Linked DNA regions of Mus musculus: regions 1, 2 and 4 are each linked to region 3. The links are chromatin contacts, called in public Hi-C, HiChIP or PLAC-seq and promoter capture Hi-C maps. All regions are on one chromosome and are shown on one strand. The core of a region is the stretch at or near the end of the contact, and the rest is flanking DNA. Distances in the headings are between cores, read along the strand shown. Region 1 holds the start of Dync1li1 (dynein cytoplasmic 1 light intermediate chain 1). Region 2 holds the start of Glb1 (galactosidase, beta 1). Region 3 holds the start of Pdcd6ip (programmed cell death 6 interacting protein). Region 4 holds the start of Cnot10 (CCR4-NOT transcription complex, subunit 10).

Region 1 (2,700 bases), core at 24-2,523, 980 kb before region 3:
CTCAGCCTTTTGGCTAAAATCAAAGAGTCTGAAGTCTCGAAACACCCACTTCCAAGTTGTAAAATATTACTGTCACCCTATTATACACTCCAATATCCTGCATGTAAAAAGAAAAGGTGGGGGTTGGAATTCCTCCCAGAGCTGGAAAGACCTGCAAAACTGTTAAGTGGGATTGTTTATTGTCCCTGGGTCCTTTATCCTCACTTTGCAGCCAGTAGATTTAAAAAAAAAAAAAAAAAAAAACCTAAGAGAAAGGGGAGACATGTCTCCCTTATTCCAGCCATTCCGCTGAGGGCACTAAATGAGAACGCTGTTCTACTGCCCTTTACAAATTTCAGAGTTATTAGGTGACAGTTAAAAAGGCAACTGCAACCCGAGCACCCAGCACTGGGAGAACGGGAGAACGCTGATTCAAATAACACTCCTCACGACCCAGTCTCTGGCTCCTGTCAATTACACAAAAGAGTCTGCTATTAAATATTGATGGCATGCATTTGCGCTGGGGCTCTCACCAAGAGCCCTCATGCTACCAATCTCTGTCAAAAACTGTCCCCGTCTTTCTAGGTAGAATCCCAGACCACTGGGAGTGCCTCGGGTGTTATGTTCATTCTGTCTCTCCCAGAGGAGATGACAGAGCCACCCCACATCCCAGGGAGGAGAAAAGACCGGAGGGTCCAGGCCGGAAGGACCAGGGACCCCTTGTCCCCCCAGCTGTCAGCAGCAAGCCGGGAGGCGGGGCGCAGCCGGGCCCGAGTGTCCGCACAAAGGCAGTGGGCGAACGGATGTGACCGTGCACCCGGGCCACATCGGATATCACTTACCCAGCAGCAGCACGTTCTTCCCGGTCGGGAGCTTGGAGCGCGAGCGCGTGGAGACCTCGCTGAGGATGCAGGACCTAACAGGGAGCAAGGCGCAGGCTAAGTAAGGCCGGGCCCGACCGAGGACGAGAACCGCCGGGCCCAGCTCCCGGGAGGCCCCGCCCGTCTCCCAGCTCCCGCGGGGCTCGGGGATCCCAGAGGCGTCCGCCCTGGCGAGGAGATAACCCGCGGGGGACCGGAGAGGGGTGCGGTCCTTACCAAAGGTTCTGCCCGTCCTCATCGTCGCCCGCCGCGGGGCCGCCGCTGCCCGACGCTAGCTCGTTGGCTAGGGGTCCGCTGGCGTAGGTCGAGGCTAGCCCGGGTGGAGATGAACCGAACGAGCCGACTCGCCCCACGGCCGCCATCTTGGTCGGGAATCACACCACTCCTGACAGGGCTGGAAGAACGAAGCGGCGACTGCGGCGGCGGCGGCAGCAGCGGCGGACGGAACCCGGATATGGACGCTCCGGGCTCGGGAGCCGACCGCGCCTGCGGGGGCGGGGACCAAGCCTGAGGGCGGGGTCTGGGGAGGGGTTGTCCAAGGAGCAGGGCGCTGCTGCACATGCGCGGCAGCAGACCGGGTCGCGCATGCGCGGCCTGATTCTCTGCTTGGACTGTGGTAATGCTGGTTTTCCCTGTGTCTCCAAGCTGAAACGCCGCCCAAAGTGCACCACCCGTCATCCCGGTTGCCCGCCGGGCGTGCCGGGCATGTCAGTAAGCGAAGCAGCTTCCCACCTTTCAGTGGGGCGGTAACCTGGGACCGGCGTGGATATCCAGCGCTGCCCACCCTTCAGTTGGGCCAAGTGGGGTTCAACAGCCTTAACTACCCCGGTCCTGGATTTCTGCTCTTTCCTCCTTAAATTCTAAAAGGACGATGAGTACCTCAAGGTGGACCCACATCTGGAGCCGGTTCTTCCAGACTCTTTGCGACTGCGAGACATAAATGTTGGCAACACTTGGAAAATTAATGGTCTTGATGGATTTGTGTTTTGGTTTGTTTTCTGATGGGAATCTCACGTAGCCCAGGCTAGAGTCTTTACCGATCTGCTTGCCTGTGGGTCCTAAGTGCTGAGGCAGGTGAACCGGTGCACATCACTATGCCCACCTCTGGTCTGATGTCTGATGTTTCAGATTCCTGTGAGATCTGAAAAGACTCCCTACAGGAGTCGGCTCTCCGTTACCATGGTTAATACACAAGCACGGAGAACCTAAGCCAGACCCCAGATAATTCTCTACTAGAACTTGATTAGCTAAATATAATGGAAAATCTAAGGCCTGTTTCCAGAAAGAGTCGATGGCTTTAAGGCTGTCGTGCGCCCCATAAGAACAATTGCTGAAGATAGTCTGACTTTTGAACATTTTTTCCCCTTACTTTGAAGAGAGCTCGTTCACGTGACCCGAGTGATGATGCTACTATGCAAGCGAGAAAATCCACAACCCCGCGCTGCATTTGCTACAGGCACTGCATTTACTAGGGTTTGTCCACTCGCTAATCTCGAGTTCAGACCCTAGTAATGTGGGATAAAGGGAAGATTAAATGGGATGATTCACATAAAAGATTTATAACTGTGCCCAGAAAATCATAAGTGTTCAGCGCGTGGTAATTACTGTTTTTATTTTTAAATCTTCTGTCAAAGATATATTTATTACTTTATGTATACAGGTATTTTGCCTGGATGTATGTCTGTGCACCACATGAATGTCTATGCCCTGGTGCCAGTAGAGGCCCGAAGGGAGCATCAATTCCCTGGAACGTGGATTGGGTTGAGAGCTAGCATGTGGGTGCTGGGAATTGAATCTAAGTCCTCTGGAAAGGAGCAAGTGCTCTTCTATTTGTTTGTTT
Region 2 (2,700 bases), core at 131-2,630, 690 kb before region 3:
TAAGAATTCCCGCGGAGATCACAAAGCAGCGTCTCAGGGTTCGGCTCTCACAGGGCACCTCAATTTCTTGCCTGGTGACTTACATCAGACTGGTGACACCTCCATAAATCCTTATCTCTTCCTGCCCATCCTGACACTCCAGATATATGGGTTCCTTTCCCCTACCTGTTGGAGCCTCTGCCCACTGGTTCTCAAGACCTCAAGCTCTGACGGAGCAGCCGGCACTAAATTTTCGTTCTCCTTAATCGAAAGCATTTTCAGCAACTGTTTTCCAGAAACTTAAACAAGTTTCAACTCTGGTTTTAGATAAACGTGTGCCATTTCCAAGAGTGTAATTTTTACAAGTCTACAAGGTTCAAAGTCTACTACCAAGTACTTGAACTTACCCGACTCAGTCCATCTGGAGGGCCCCAAGGTGACTCGCTCAAAGTGCAAATGAGTAGGAGCCCCGTTCCACCACGCCCTGTCCCCTTCGCAGGTTCGGTGCAGACCTCCCCAGGTGCGTGTCCCACGCGCCTCAGCCACTGCCCTGCCACCCAGACCTCGCCTGTAGCACTTGGCCTCTTCCCACCCTCCTCCCGCACCGCCAAACCCTAAAAGAAGAAAAAGGCTTCCAACAAACAAGGCGATGCACACCTCAAACTAAAAGCAGCCAGCAGGTGGCTAGCGAGAAACATGAACAGTATGTTTGAAAAGGGAGAAGTCTCTGAAAGCGAATATTCCTGTGACCCCACTGCAGGAGCCACTCCTGACCCCATTTTTTCTCCTTCCGGAGCGTTCCATGAAGCCCGAACTCCGCAAGGATCGCGCCCCACGCCACTGCCCGCGGAGCCCTCTAGCAGCCCCGCGCAGCCTGGACCCCTCTCCCCAGAAACCGAAGCTGGAAAGACTCAGGCGCACCTCAGCTAGCCCCCGACCGCGCTGCACAAACCGGGAAGCAGGTCCGTGCACACGGGACCGCCGCAGCGGAACCCACGCGCGCCAGCAACCAGGAAGGACGCGCGCCCCGCCCGTCCGGCCCGCCTCCTACGGGAGGCCCGACCACTGCCTGCGCCTCGGCGGCCTGCCTGCTCTGAGCGGGTGATCGAGGGTAACCCGGATCCCGACTTTGCAGAGCCGCGGCTTTCCTCGGCCTCTGCCCGCTTCCCAGCGGCGGAGCGTCCCCGCGCGGTGGCACCGGAGACTTACATAGATGCCGTGCGCAGCGCCCAGCAGTTGCAGCAGTGCCAGGAGCGGGAGCGGCGTACACAGGGGGACCCGGAGCATGATCGCGCCACGATGGGGTCTCTCCGTTAGGCAGTGGGCGCTCTGGCCAGCCGCTGCACCTCCGGGGGTTGTTGAGGACCCTATGCCAGGACCCGCCCCCAGCTCCGCCCCGCCCCGAGGCTCTGTGCTGCGAGTGGAGGTCCAGCCTCTGTAGGCCACGTGACTCAGAAGCAGCTGTGGTCTATGCATCTCCCACAACTGTGTTTCCTTCCGGAATGGCGGCACCCCTGAATGAGCAATGATGAAGTTCAGGGGCTGGCCATTCACAGGGGCCTTCAGCCTGTCCCGGCTGCCAGAAAAGAACTGAGCAGGGAAGAGGAAACCAGCCAGTCAGTCCTCAGTGCTCTGGCCTTAGAAGCCTAGCCCCTAAAACTCTCCCTAGCACGTGGTCTAACATTCACAAGGTGTGGTCCACAGGCCAACGAGACTTAAACATGGAAATGCAGACTCTGGGCCCCAGCCCAGAAACCCTGAAGTCCTAGACCCGGACCCAGCTCCGAGGTTCAGTGAAAGCAAAGGTGAAGAAGCACTGTAGTAGGTTACAGAGGAATTCTAAGTGTGACTCAGCTATGGCCAAGTTATTTTGAAGTGCCCTGATTTTTAATGAGAACAGTAGCCCTTCCCTCTGGCAACTTCTGATCTTCCGCCTACTGCCTCCTGAATGCTGGAAGTATAGCCATGGGTCATCACCTCTGCTTTAGTTGACGTTGACTTAAATATACATGAGATTTTCCCAGCTTTAATGAGTTGTAGTCAATAACAATATTCATTTATTTTAGGCATTATCTCATTTATTTATTTATTTATTTATTTCACTTACTTTTTGCAATGCTATCGGTGAGTCTCAGGTCCTCATTAATTCTAGGCAAGTACTCTACTATTGGGCCACACCCCTAAATCCCCTTTTTCTTTCTTTCTTTCTTTCTTCCTTTCTTTCTTTCTTTCTTTCTTTCTTTCTTTCTTTCTTTCTTTCTTTCTTTCTTTCTTTCCTTCTCTCTCTCTCTCTCTCCTTCTTTCTTTCTGTTTGTTTTTCTGAGGCAGCTTCTCACTGTGTATCTTTTTTTTTTCTGGATTTTTGAGACAGGGTTTCTCTGTGTAGCTCTGGCTGTCCTGGAACTCACTTTGTAGACCAGGCTGGCCTCAAACTCAGAAATCCGCCTGCCTCTGCCTCCCAAGTGCTGGGATTAAAGGCGTGCGCCACCACGCCCGGCCTCACTGTGTATCTTTAGCTGGCCTGGAACTCTAGAAGATAGCCTGAAGACTGGGCTGGTAGTTGTTTTTAGTGATAGAGGGTTTGGGGTGGGGATACGGGTGGGGCACGACGATGTGAGAGGGAGGCGGGAGTGAGTACTCTCAGAACCTGCACAGCGCAGCACTCCTACAGTGAGATGGGCGAATCCTGAACTCTGGGGCCAGGTAGCCTGGGTTATGCAA
Region 3 (2,700 bases), core at 47-2,546:
GTGCTTGCTGTCAATCATGCCCACCTGAGTTCCACCCCTGAGACCCACGTGGTAGAAGGGACTGATTCCAGAAGTTGACCTCTGACCTCTGAGTACTCCCCAATAAATAAACCATAATAAAAATAAACAGTAAAAATACCAGACTTGTCTTCTGGGAGGCCTTCAAGAAACATTCTATGTATGTGCGCGTGAGGGCTGGCCCCAGAGGAGGCCCCAAGAGGGTGATGGGTCGCCTTGAGTTACAGGTGTTGAGTGTGTTCCTAAAGAGGCTACTGGGAACCCAGGTCGGCCTCTCACTCAGGCAGAGCAGCAAACAGTCTTTAACTGCTAATCTATTTCCCCAGTTACCCAGGGAGGCCTTTGTAAAAAATATAAAAAAAATTGCTTAAGTACGACTGATTGTACTAAATAGATTCTAGACACTGACTACAAGTTTCATAATGATTTGTGGTGTCACTCTTCAACTTCCTTTCATTCTAGTCTCTACTTCCCTTTTAAGTTCTGGATATGGGATACTCGTGCTTTAGGTCTGGGGCCTCTTCCCACTTAAGTCTCTCCACCCGTGCTCTCTTTTAATGTCAAATTGCGAGTATTCTTTTAAATTCATCTTCTGGGAGGATGTTTCTTAAATTATCTTGCTTATGCTATGTTCTTCTAAGAGATCTCTTTTTACGTACCTTACTACCGACTGTGTCCTTACCTGGAAGACTGCACGAAGGCAGGGACTTTTTCTACTTTTGCCCTGGGGGGTGGGGGTGGGGGTAAGGCTGCACACACAATGGACCTTCAACCGCACATCACAATACTCCCCAGGGTCTGGTCTCATAGGAGAAAGCATAACAAAGGAGCATTTCACCACCGGGCAGAATATATTGACCTATAAAATTAATTTTTGTAATAAAAAAGGAAAAATACAATCAATTAAAAATATTTTAAAAAGAAAAATAGAGCAGAATCTAAGGAGAATTTAAAATCTTCTTGAGCCGGGTGGTAGTGGCGTATGCCTTTAATCCCAGCATTGGGGAGGCATAGGCAGGAAGATCTCCGCGAGTTCGAGGCCGGCTTGGACTACAAGTCAGTTCCAAGATAGCCAGGGCTACACAGAGAAACCCAGTCTCGAACAAAACAACCAAACCAAACCAAAATAACCAAAAGAATCTTTTTGAAAATTTAATCATCGCAGTAGGCTACCGCCTGATCCCACCACGCAGGCGCCGCACAGGCGAGCCCAGGTGAGCGACGCTTTGGTGGCACCATCACGTGACCGAGCGGCGCGCCCCTCCGACTGCGCCTGCGCGGGGGCTCCCGGAAGTGGCCAGCTCGAAGCGCTGGCGGCCCAGTCCGTCGGCCCGTCGGTCCGCTCCTCCGCTGCCGGTGCCGAGCGCGCCTAGGCCGTGGTCGCTGTCCCTCCGTCTGTGCGGCCCGACGCGGCGGCCGGGCGCTCACCATGGCGTCGTTCATCTGGGTGCAGCTGAAGAAGACCTCGGAGGTGGACCTGGCCAAGCCGCTGGTGAAGTTCATCCAGCAGACGTACCCGAGCGGCGGCGAGGAGCAGGCCCAGTACTGCCGTGCGGCCGAGGAGCTCAGCAAACTGCGGCGCTCGGCGCTCGGTCGCCCGCTGGACAAGCATGAGGGCGCCCTGGAGACGTTGCTGAGGTGGGCCCGGGCGGCGGGGCTCCCTCCCAGCCTCCCTTCCTGTCCCCGCTCCCCTCCCCAGCCTCGCTTCCTCCTCCCTTCATAGCCTTTTCCTCTCCCCCGCGCCTGGCCTCCACTCTGACTCAGGCCAGCAGCGTAGGTGTGGTCAGCATTCTTTCCTGGTGAGAGGACTCATAACCCTGTCCTCCCTTCCGAGTGCCTTCTGTCACCGAGGCTCCTTACCTGGGAGGACGTCTGCCGTGTAATGATCTCTCTGGTTACAGCCGTTTGACCGGTTTTCACTTTTTGGGTGTTACAACTGGAGTCTCCCTTTTACAATCCCTGTTTGTGACTTTATTGGACCACGTCTAGATTTCCTAATAATAGTTACGAAAGGGAAGGGAGAGAATTTGGACACTAAACCAAATGTCGGTGACTTATTATATTGTTCACTTGAAGTAAGTCATCTCATGTTCCAATAATCAAGTGACAGACTGACAGTTGTAAAAGTTAGGAGCTACAGTCGTTTGAAAGAAAACTTGAATGACATAGTAGACCGCTGAGACTGGTTACTTAAAAATCTTTTGACACGGGCGTATGCACGTATGGAATACCCTGGTCCTTTTTGCAATTGGTGACAACCCAGGTACTTGATAATGATAACATTTCCGTGATACCTTATGATCCAATTTCTGGTAATATGATCTTGTTTCATGCAAGGGACGCTGGTGGATTAGGGTGGGAACAGAGCTGTCCAGAGACACCCCTTAGTTTTGGCATCATCTTGCTCCCGTGATGTTTCCTGCATGTGTTGCCAGATGGCCACTAGCAGCCCTTACCGTAGTTAGAATGGCTCCCAGCACTGAGTAGACTTTATCTGTTGACAGAGTGAGGAGCCAGATTTCAAACAGTTCTCTCACGAGAGTTTTAGAGTGGATTTGCTTTAAAGTGCCCGAGTTTTGTAAAACTGTAAGGAACGTCTGCGAGTGCTGGGGTTAGTCACACAGTGCTTGTCTGCGGGTGGTATATGTGGCCTGTGTATCCAGCGGCTGTCTCAAGTGCTTG
Region 4 (2,700 bases), core at 136-2,635, 930 kb before region 3:
TTAATCCAACACTCGGGAGGCAGAAACAGGCAGATCTCTAAGGTAAGCTACACAGAAAATAGAAAAATGTAAACCAAATAAATAGCTCCATGTGATTTATTTATTTACATACTTAACTATGCTCCCATCAAAGCACCATTTGGGTCACTTTACAATTCAGTGCTGTTGTCATTTATATATGAAGTTCCTCTCCCTCAAAAGCCTGCATATAGGAGGCCCGGCCCCCAGTCCTTGAGAGTGATAATAGGATTCCAACAGTTTGGAGCTATCCTTGGATTCATCCACTTGCAGATTCGTAATTTGGTGCATCATTAGGAAGTAATGGAAATTAAGGAGGTGCGGCCCAGTGGGGCTAAGTATCTCAGTTGCATGTGCCCTTGGAGACTATTTCTTCTCCCAGCTTCCTCTGCTTCTAGCACCAGGAAGGCAACAACTTTACTCTGTCACTTGTGCCCTGGCACAATGCACTGCTTCACTAATGGTCCAAAAACAATGGAACCAAGTGACCTGGGACTGAAAACTCTGATACACGAGGCAAAAAATCCATCCTTCCTCATTTAAATTCTCCTCTAGGGTATTTATCACAGAAGCAAAAAGTCTAACACAAATGCTTTTAATGTCTGTTTCTCTCCGTGAAATGAACCTCTGTTATTATAAATGCTGTTTGTTCTCTAGAAGGGAAAGGAAGAATGGAGTAGGTGCTTCTGGAACCCAAGGCTATGGTCATTGAGCAAAACCAGAACCAGTTCAGGGTTAAAGCCTTTGCCACAAAGACTGCCAGATAGGGATACATAGTGAGATTCTGTCTCAAAAAATTAAACAAACAAACAAACAAAAATTTGTCACGATATGGGCTAGAGATGAGATAGTTGGGAGCTGGGTAGTTGAAGAGTGGGTATTGTTTTTGCAGAGGATTTGAACTTGAATCTAAATCATTGTGCTTAGTAATCGTGATGCATCAAGCTTTTGTCTTAGACCGACCTACCATAGTAAGTTAATGGTTGCATGACTCGCAATCAGAGAAACCGCATGCATAATGCAGTCTGAATGGCTTTTTCAACTTGGCTACAAATAACAAAACAGCTCTGAAACTTTGAAAAAAAAAAAAGCCTTTTTTCTGGGGGAGGTGGCCTCCTCTAACAACACTTCTCTCATCCTCATTGTTATGGAAAAACAGCCCCTATGAGACTCAGAGCTTAGCACATAAACCTCAGGTGTGGTGCCTGCCATTTTGCTGAAATGCGGAACAAAAAGTCCTTCCCCTTCTGTGTTTCACTCAGGACCTACACTAGTGTACTTCCGGGTTTGCAGAAGGACGCGCTTCCGGGGCCGAGGCCAGCCCTAATTCCCACGCCCAGCTGGCCCCGCCCCGGAAGTAGCGTCTCCCTTGGCCGCTACGGGACGGAAGCTGTGGATGGCGGGGAAAACAGCCCTGCACCGGCGGATGTGTTGGCGCTGTTGCTAGACGACGAGCAGTAACTTCGTCACTTCCTCAGCCCGTGGCCCGCCCAGGACCTTAGCCGAGGCGACTGGAGCGGGCTTGAGCTGAAGAGTTGTCCCCCGCCGGTAGGACTCACCACCAGCCCGGCGGCGGGAGTCGGGGCCACGCCACCTACAGGGAGGAACTCGAGCCGAGGCGGGAAGATGGCTGCAGACAAGCCTGCAGGTGAGGCGCCCGCGCCGCGACCCAGGGGCTGACACACTGCGCGCGGGGACGGCAGGGCCCGCGTGGGGGACCCGAGGGCCACTTGACTTCGCTTGGGTACTTGTGCCCTTCACTCTTCTCAGCTGTCTCTACTGTGAGTCCAGTGGATTTTCTGCTGTGACACATCTTGATTCTACTGCACCCCATCTTGATTGCACTGCATTTGCCTTGCTCTCCAAGTTAATTCTGGCGCAGGAAGCTTGAATTTGTCACGCCGCTGTCCAGACGCTTTAAGGGAAAGTCTATCCGAGCACGCACGGTTGCCGTAAGGCCCCCCCAGGCTCAGCCACTGAAAAAGTTCCCTCTGGTCAGCGTGTCCAGTGGAGTCATTCTGAAAACTGTCTAAAGAGGCGTGACGTTTCACTGTGTCTCCTGCCTGCTCTCACTTACCTTGTTCCTCATCTGATTTTTCCCGAGCTCCTCGAGATTCCTTTTTAAAAGTCTTAATTATGTGTGTGAGTGCAGGTGCCTGCCGAGACTAGAAGAGGACATTGCGTCTACTGGAGCTGGAGTTACACAGTTGTGGGCCACCACTTGTGGGTGCTGGGAACCCAGTCTTGGTCCTCGGCAAGAGCAGCGAGTGCTGTTAACCGCTGAGCCATCACCTTTCCAGCCCCAAGATTAAGTTCTTTTTTTTTTTAAGTTATTTATTTATTTATTCATTATATGTATGTACACTGTAGCTGTTTTTCAGACACCCCAGAAGAGGGCATCAGATCTCATTAAGGATGGTTGTGAGCCACCATGTGGTTGCTGGGATTTTGAACTCAGGACCTACGGAAGTGTAGTCAGTGCTCTTAACCGCTGAGTTATCTCTCCAGTCCCAAGATAAAGTTCTTAATTTCTGTGGTTTTCTGTGGTACTCCATCAGGAATTTTTCCCATTAGGGAATTATGAGAGCCCATTTATTACCTGGAAAGTCTGCTATATTTCTTTGAAGAAAGTAATGTTTAGAGAGTGGGGCGGAATTGATTGGTTGATTGATTGATTGATTG

What was found. Promoter capture Hi-C pulls out the DNA fragments that hold promoters and counts their contacts. Hi-C and Micro-C count contacts between places; a contact is called where the count stands out from the background. HiChIP or PLAC-seq counts read pairs in DNA pulled down with a chosen protein or histone mark.
Region 1: a contact with region 3 is called in an H3K4me3 HiChIP or PLAC-seq map of bone marrow-derived macrophages, with 2.8 times the contacts expected there. The contact joins the promoter of Dync1li1 here to the promoter of Pdcd6ip in region 3.
Region 2: a contact with region 3 is called in a Hi-C map of B cells, with 13 read pairs. The contact joins the promoter of Glb1 here to the promoter of Pdcd6ip in region 3. A contact is called at or near these places in 3 of 39 promoter capture datasets (3T3-L1-derived adipocytes, pre-B cells and stem cell-derived epiblast-like cells), 1 of 484 Hi-C or Micro-C datasets (B cells), 3 of 115 datasets of contacts at active chromatin or transcription factors (bone marrow-derived macrophages, microglia and pancreatic cancer cells) and 2 of 9 other capture datasets (adipose tissue and liver).
Region 4: a promoter capture Hi-C map of liver shows a contact between it and region 3, with 3 times the contacts expected there. The contact joins the promoter of Cnot10 here to the promoter of Pdcd6ip in region 3. A contact is called at or near these places in 5 of 39 promoter capture datasets (the C10 cell line, hematopoietic stem and progenitor cells, liver and 1 more), 1 of 115 datasets of contacts at active chromatin or transcription factors (memory CD8 T cells) and 1 of 9 other capture datasets (adipose tissue).

What each region holds. Positions count from the first base shown.
Region 1 is chr9:114,687,404-114,690,103 of GRCm38.p6, reverse strand. Dync1li1 (dynein cytoplasmic 1 light intermediate chain 1) reads right to left here and starts at 1,273. Exons shown (of 13, transcript NM_146229.2): 1 at 1,077-1,273; 2 at 822-895. The coding sequence starts at 1,222.
Region 2 is chr9:114,399,758-114,402,457 of GRCm38.p6, reverse strand. It overlaps Glb1 (galactosidase, beta 1), which reads right to left and starts at 1,380. Exons shown (of 16, transcript NM_009752.2): 1 at 1,189-1,380. The coding sequence starts at 1,266. It overlaps Tmppe (transmembrane protein with metallophosphoesterase domain), which reads right to left and starts at 1,363. Exons shown (of 2, transcript NM_001200002.1): 1 at 1,189-1,363.
Region 3 is chr9:113,706,855-113,709,554 of GRCm38.p6, reverse strand. Pdcd6ip (programmed cell death 6 interacting protein) reads left to right here and starts at 1,296. Exons shown (of 18, transcript NM_011052.2): 1 at 1,296-1,656. The coding sequence starts at 1,448.
Region 4 is chr9:114,638,885-114,641,584 of GRCm38.p6, reverse strand. Cnot10 (CCR4-NOT transcription complex, subunit 10) reads left to right here and starts at 1,385. Exons shown (of 20, transcript NM_153585.5): 1 at 1,385-1,666. The coding sequence starts at 1,645.